Regions from separate parts of the Gossypium hirsutum genome. Here region 1 is linked to region 2. Evidence: chromatin contacts called from public Hi-C data. All regions are on one chromosome and are shown on one strand. The core of a region is the stretch at or near the end of the contact, and the rest is flanking DNA. Distances in the headings are between cores, read along the strand shown.

Region 1 (3,393 bases), core at 809-3,308, 280 kb after region 2:
ATAAATTAATCCAGAAATTTTAAAAACCCATCAAGGATTGTTGAATAATCGAAGAAATAATCATAAGATTTAGTGAAGAAAAAAAGAAAACCCATAATTTGGATGGAGATTTTCATACAGAGACAGATTTTGGAACAACAAAATCAAATCGCATAAATCCCTTTTCGGCATGGATAACGCGTAGTCCTTGGAGAACTCTGGCATCCAATCCATGGCCTATTTTACCTTGAAGAATATCGCGAAGCCATGCTAAAGATGTCTGCAACGAATCATTTTCCATATCTTTGAAATTTCTCTCAGATTCTGATATTTCCTTTTGGTCCCTCTTGCAATGGGGATGCGGTGTTGTTTATTTCAACGCAGGTCTTCAGCTGTTTTTTTATATTGTTACTGTTTACCCATCCTCAAATCATTTCCCTACGAAGACTTTTTAATGTTTTGAATAATTTTTAAGGTAAATATACAATTTGCTACCTGAACTTGGCTTCAAGGTTCAAATTGATACCTAAGAGTTTTTTTTATCCAATTAAGTACCTGAATTTGTTTTTTTTTTCAAATTAGTAACTAAACTTAGCTTTATAATTCAAATAAGTCATTTTCCATAAATACCAATTTGGATAATAAGCCAATTTCAAGTACCAAATTGAACCAAGTCAAGTTCAAGTACATAATTGAACCCTAATAAACTTTTGATACCAAATTCAAGCACCGGGACTACTATAGTACTTTTACCTAAAAAATTACAAATTAATTATAAATTAAATAGAAATAAAATTTGGTTTAGTTTAAAGAAGGGATAAATATCAAAACTATACATAAACTTTGATCTAATGTGCAATATCATTCAACACTATTTTATGTTATATATTGTATCTACAAATAATTATATTAATTCAATATGAAAACAAATGTATGTATTTATTTCTTTAAATGTGTATCAAAAATAAAATTCCATACATATATATATATGCTATATACATATATATGAAACACAAATCCAACCTCATGTATATAATTGGACTAAAACACAATTCGTGTATTAAATTACACATTAAGTCAAATTACATATATAAATTTAATATTTATCTTCTCTAAAAGACCATAAACTAGAGCTACAACCCAATCATTAACCTAAAACTAGAGTGTACAAAACCTCATATGAAAAACATCTATCTTTTTCTTCAACTCTTAGAGAGGGGCTATGTGATAATTTTATAGAGTTATGGGACTTTTGGATAAACTATAAAAATAGTCATCTAACTATACACTTGATTTTAGTTTAGTAATTCGACTATTAATTTTTTTATTTAGTTATTTAATTTTTTGAAATTAAAGTTTTCAGTTGGTCTGTTGTTTGTTGCCCTTAACGGAAGTATAAGGTGGGTCTTTTTTATTGGTCTTATAATAAATTTAACTCTCTAATATTTACACATTCTATTAATTTGATCTAAATCTAAAAAATTCAACAAATTGACCTAATAATGTATCTATTAGAACTAAAATGACAAATTTTGTAAACATTGAAGTATAAATTTGTTAAATTGATTAACTCGCAAATCGATACAAACGAATTGAGCAGAACAAAAAAAAACATGTTCAACTTATTGAATCAATTTTCTCTCTTGTTAATTTTTTTATGATTTTTTTAATAATTTATTTAAAGTTATACTACACTTAATGTTATTAAATTATTAGTAAGTTTACGTTTTGGACACTTAACTTAAAAAAGTTAGAAAATGATCACGAAACTATTCGAAAGTTTTCATAGTTACTGAACTATTCAAAAGTTTGTATTTAAGTCATTAGGTTATTAAGCTTTTTTTTAACGATAGTTCAACTAACAAACTCCAAACAACGATTCGACAATCAGTAAGGTGGATCAATACCAATTGACAAGTAGAAGAGTATACCTTAAATCTAAATCGATCTGACACTTAATGTTATTTAGATTTTGGTTTGCATTTTCATGACGTTCAAAGTTGTTTTATAAAAAAAAATTGAATTATAGAAGAGAAAAGGAAAGATAGCTTTCAATTGGTACAATTGGTGTAAACTGAGAAGGCTATAAATAATGATTTTAAAAGCTCAGCGACTTAAATTACAACTTTCAAAATAGTTTTGTGACCATTTTGTAACTTTTTGAAGTTAAATGACCAAAAAGTAAACTTACTAACAGTTTAGTGACCTTGATTGTAGTTTACCCTTCATTTAATTTGTAGCAGATAACCTAAACTCTGTCACCCTCTAGTTGAAAGTTGAAACACAAAAGCACAAACATGAACAACATTGGCGTCCTAATGACATGTCCAATGTCGGAATACCTTGAAAACCAGCTTGAAAACCGGTTCAGCCTCTTCAAGCTATGGAACCATTCATCTCCCAAACCCGATTTTTTAAAGACCCACTCGAGTTCCATCAAAGCAGTGGTGGGAAACACCAAAATCGGAGCCGATGCAAATATGATCGATTCATTGCCCAATATGGAGATCGTTGCGAGCTATAGCGTCGGCCTGGACAAGATCGATTTGGGTAAGTGTAAAGAGAAGGGAATTAAAGTGACTAACACCCCGGATGTGTTGACTGATGATGTAGCTGATTTGGGTATTGGGTTGGCATTGGCTGTTTTGAGGAAAATGTGTGTTTGTGATCGGTTTGTGAGGAGTGGGAATTGGATCAATGGTGATTTTGGATTGGCTTCAAAGGTTCGTTTCTGGGTTTTCCTTTTTTTTCTCATTGTTTCTTTATTGGTTTTTGTATTTTTTATCCAATTTACTAAAAATTGTGTTCTTGTTTGGTGGGTTTTAGTTTCTAATTATGAATTTTAGCCCCTCTGCTTACGAAAATTGGAAATTAGTCCGATTATAAACATGTGGAATTGAAATGTTGATTGAACAGCTAATCTTTTATAATTACGTAATCTTCACAAATTTGGAATTTTACTTATTTTCAGGAATATATTGTCTTTCTACTTTTCACGTTTTAAAATTCAGGTACAACTTTTAACATTGTTAAAATTATTTTGTTATATTCAAGATCATTATAAGTTCATTTTGTTAGTCTTTTACAATCGTATTAATCGATTGAGAACGAGTTCGAGATTTATGAAATTGGTACCTGGTTTAGATAGATGAGTTAGGCTTTTAATTTGTTAATCCAGTTGTTTAAATTCGTAAACACAGTCCTGTCGGAGTTTTTTCCTTTCCGTTAGTGTTGGACGCCGGTAAGCTTCGATTTTTTGTGTGGTTTGATTGGGTTCTATCAATTTGCATTTGCGTATAATGGAGCTTACGGATGTAATTATCCTTGCTATGTGATTGGTAATGTTGTTCAATTGCGTCTGTCGGCTTCCAGTACCATTTTGATCGAGAACAATTTCGAAATTTGTAATATTAA
Region 2 (3,626 bases), core at 803-3,302:
CACAACAAGTCAGTATCATATACAAACGATAAAATTCAAGGCAAATAAAACAAAGATAATCAAAACACCTATCTGGGTAACCGCTAAGGTTTAGCATAGCTCTACAAAAGATGGGCTCCTAGGGTTCACTATATGTGGTTCAGTTCTAAGGAAAGGGTACCTAAGCCAGCAGATTCCTCGATCCTCACCCATTATAGGCTCATATGGGTTGAGTTCAGTTTAGGGGAATACATTTCCCTATAACCATGCAGAGATAAAAATCTCACGAAGACATAGGTACGGATGTATCCCAAAAGCAATCAACTAGCCCATGCGGAGGTGAAAACCTAACGAAGGTATAGCTTCTCACTCCCACTTAAAGGTGTAACCACAACGGTCATGCAATGCAATGCAAGAGTATTCTAAAAGACTCAAACCAAAACAATCATACAAACAAATGCAACAAAAGAATCATGATTTTCAAATCAAAATTTCAATTTTTGACAAAAGGACAGAAAATAATCAATTTATAGCTTGACTCTCTTATTGGTCCCCAATGGAGTCGCCAAGCTGTAGAAGTAATTTTTTATTTGTTGAAAAAAACAGAGATCGACTTTAAAAAATGAAAAAGGGAGTCACCACCAATCCTTTTTATTTAGGTGTGATCGAATCACCTTATAAAATATTTTGTTTTATTAAAACCTCAATTTTGGTCTACGAAATTCGTGAAAACGGGTTCGGGAGTCGCTTGCATACGAGGAAGGATTAGCACCCTCGTAGTGCCCAAAATTGGTACCTAATTGATTAGTTAATGTTCTAATGTCGAAAATTTGAAAAGATTTTAAAATATAATCCCTTTAGAAAAAAAATTGAATAACTCGAATTGAATGTTAAGATTCTCTTGCTTGACATGACCTTTTAGACCTTCAAAACCAAGATCGGCTCTTGATTTTCAGAAATTCATACATTGAAAATTACAAAAGGATATTCGATTATTTGGTCCAACAGAAAACCGAAACCAAGCACGTTAGGGCATGATTTCTCGAATATCCAAACACAGAACATTGCCTTGTTTTGAAGTTAAGAAAACACAACTAAAATTTTGAAAAAATATTCGGTTAGTTGGTCAAATGGAAAATCGAAACCCAACATGTTAGGGCACAACTTCTCGAATTCCCAAACATGGAATATTACCTTTATTTTTAGCAAATTCTTTGTTTAATAATAATGATTTCAGAATAGGAACCATATTAAAACACGACCTTTTGAGCGAACGTAGTGCAGTGGAATAATATACAACGTAAAGTAGTAATTTACAAGCAAAATGCTACAATATTGAATCACAAATAACTAATAAACACAATGCAAGAATTATAATACCCGTGATGATAAATATGTAACATACAATCTCAATATTTAGAAATGATACAAAATGATATACTCCAAAAAAAACTAAAAAAATAAATGATATAAAAAAGATTAAAATAAGTAATAAAAAAGAGAAAAAAAAATAAAGGTTTAAAACAACGAAATAAAAAAAAAACAAATAAAAGTTTAAAAAACAACTATTGTAAACAAATTAAAAATAAATACTATAAATGGCAATAATATGAAATAATTTAAAATAGTTGATGTGCAAAACGGTTTTAAAATACAATAATATATAAAATGATTTAAAACAATTAATTTAAGAGCAACTTAAACTAATATATAAATTTAAATTTATTAAGTTTGAAATGAATAATATATATAAAAATGTGAAACAATCTAGTAAAAATAAGACACAAGATCTTAAAATAAATAATCATAAAACAATTTTTAAAATAAATAATACATAAAAGAAATAGAATAAATAATATATGAAAATAGTTTAAACTAACCAATATATATACAAATATTTAAAGTTAATAATATATAAGTTTAATATAAATAATATACATGAAAGAAATTTAATAAGAAAATAGTTGAAATAAATAATATATAGAAGGATTTAATAAAAGTATTAATAATAAAACTGAAAAGTGATAAATAAGTAAATCAAAACAAGCTAAGGACAAATTTGAAATTAAAACGAAATCTACAGTCTAAAAATTATATATTAAATTAACAAGAGGATCCAGATTGAATGTATGCGCAAAAAATAGGGATTGATTGGGAAATTATCCCTAACCCTTAAAACGCGTCGTTCTGATGCGGACCCAAATGAATCACTGATAAAATCATGGGACAAAATTGAAAAATAAAGATAAATTGATTTGAAAGACCAAGAAATGAGGAAGGGCGAAATGCGCAAATTGCCCGCTAATGGAAAACACGCAGATCCTCTCCGTATTGGGTCAACGCGCAGATCCACGGCCTTGAAACGACATCGTTTAGACGTTCAAACTCCAGGCACAAAACGGTGCCGTTCCATAGGCAATATAAATCTAAAAAATTTTAACTAAACTTCATTTGGTCATTCAGTTTAAAAAAAAAAAAGAAAAGAAAAAAATGCTTCCCATTCCTCTGCTAGGGTTTCGACCTTGCTTTAGGGAGCCACATAGGAGGGTCATCGGTGCTTCAGCACCTTCGCCTCTGACGCAGATCCATGAAGCGAACACAGGTAAGCCCTTTCTCTTTCAGTTTTTATTTAGAATCCGTTTGTAAAAAAAACGAAAAGAAGGAATAAAGGAAACGTGAATTTGAAAAGAAAATCCCAGAAAAAGAATGAAAAACAACCTTTTAAACCTTGGATCTGATTTTTTTATTGCTATTGATTTTTTTTTATTCAGTATCCATAAAAACTTTGCACCGATTCTCTGGCTTTTTATAGCAAAAAAAATGAAAACGAAATTACAACCTCATTTTTCTTCTATATTTTCTACTATTATTTTTTACTATTTTCTGTTATTTGCTGGTTATTTGCTGTATTTAGTTTCGTCTCGCAGGTTCTGCTGATGTGGAAGTGTACGGAGAAGGCCACTTGTGGGGAGGCTACGGCGCGCATGAGCAGCAGCTTCGTGGCCTAGAGTTTCCAGCAGATCTCATCTGTTCAGGCCATTTGGGCCAGTGTGCCTTGGGCCCTTGGAATTGGGTCTGTTTTAGGTTTTTAGCAACTGGGTTGGGTCTAGGTCTTAGGTTGGGTCTATTGTAAAATGGGTTTTGAAATTTGGGCTATCTTGTGTTTGGGCTAGAATTTTGTGATCTGGACTAATATTTTATTTTTTATTTTGGACTATTAAAAAAACCTGGTGTAAATGGACTTTTATTTATTATTTTTTGTTTTAAGTTATTTTATTTATTTTTGGATAACTTTATGGGCCCAGACGAAATGGGCCTTCTACAAACCCCACACACCAAATTAGTGATCATATGTCATTGTATAGAAATATGCAGTTAAGCTGCCAGATATAGTATAAAAAACTGCTAGAATTAGATATATGCAGTGTTTAACTGCCAAATACAATAATTTGCAGTGTTACGGCTAGAAATTGCAAAACATTGTCTATCAGAACTTACTCCATCACATATCATATCCCACCCCAAATACACATGCAATAACATAACATATATTAAGGCATATTCAGAATAACCATGCTTATAATGCTCACAAGTTTACATATTAGAAACACATTTTGAAAGGTAGACATACCTTTAGAATTTATGTG

The links. A called contact is a pair of places that touch in the nucleus more often than the background predicts.
Region 1: a Hi-C map of leaf shows a contact between it and region 2, with 2.6 times the contacts expected there. The contact joins the promoter of LOC107889117 here to the promoter of LOC107889113 in region 2. A contact is called at or near these places in 4 of 34 Hi-C or Micro-C datasets (callus, leaf and petal).

Annotation. Positions count from the first base shown.
Region 1 is chrA09:62,512,746-62,516,138 of Gossypium_hirsutum_v2.1, forward strand. It overlaps LOC107889117 (glyoxylate/hydroxypyruvate/pyruvate reductase 2KGR), which reads left to right and starts at 2,059. Exons shown (of 2, transcript XM_016813437.2): 1 at 2,059-2,702. The coding sequence starts at 2,277. It overlaps LOC107889116, which reads right to left and starts at 409. Exons shown (of 3, transcript XM_016813436.2): 1 at 119-409. The coding sequence starts at 280.
Region 2 is chrA09:62,234,658-62,238,283 of Gossypium_hirsutum_v2.1, forward strand. It overlaps LOC107889113, which reads left to right and starts at 2,053. Exons shown (of 2, transcript XM_016813435.2): 1 at 2,053-2,581; 2 at 2,894-3,233. The coding sequence starts at 2,567. The coding sequence ends at 3,112.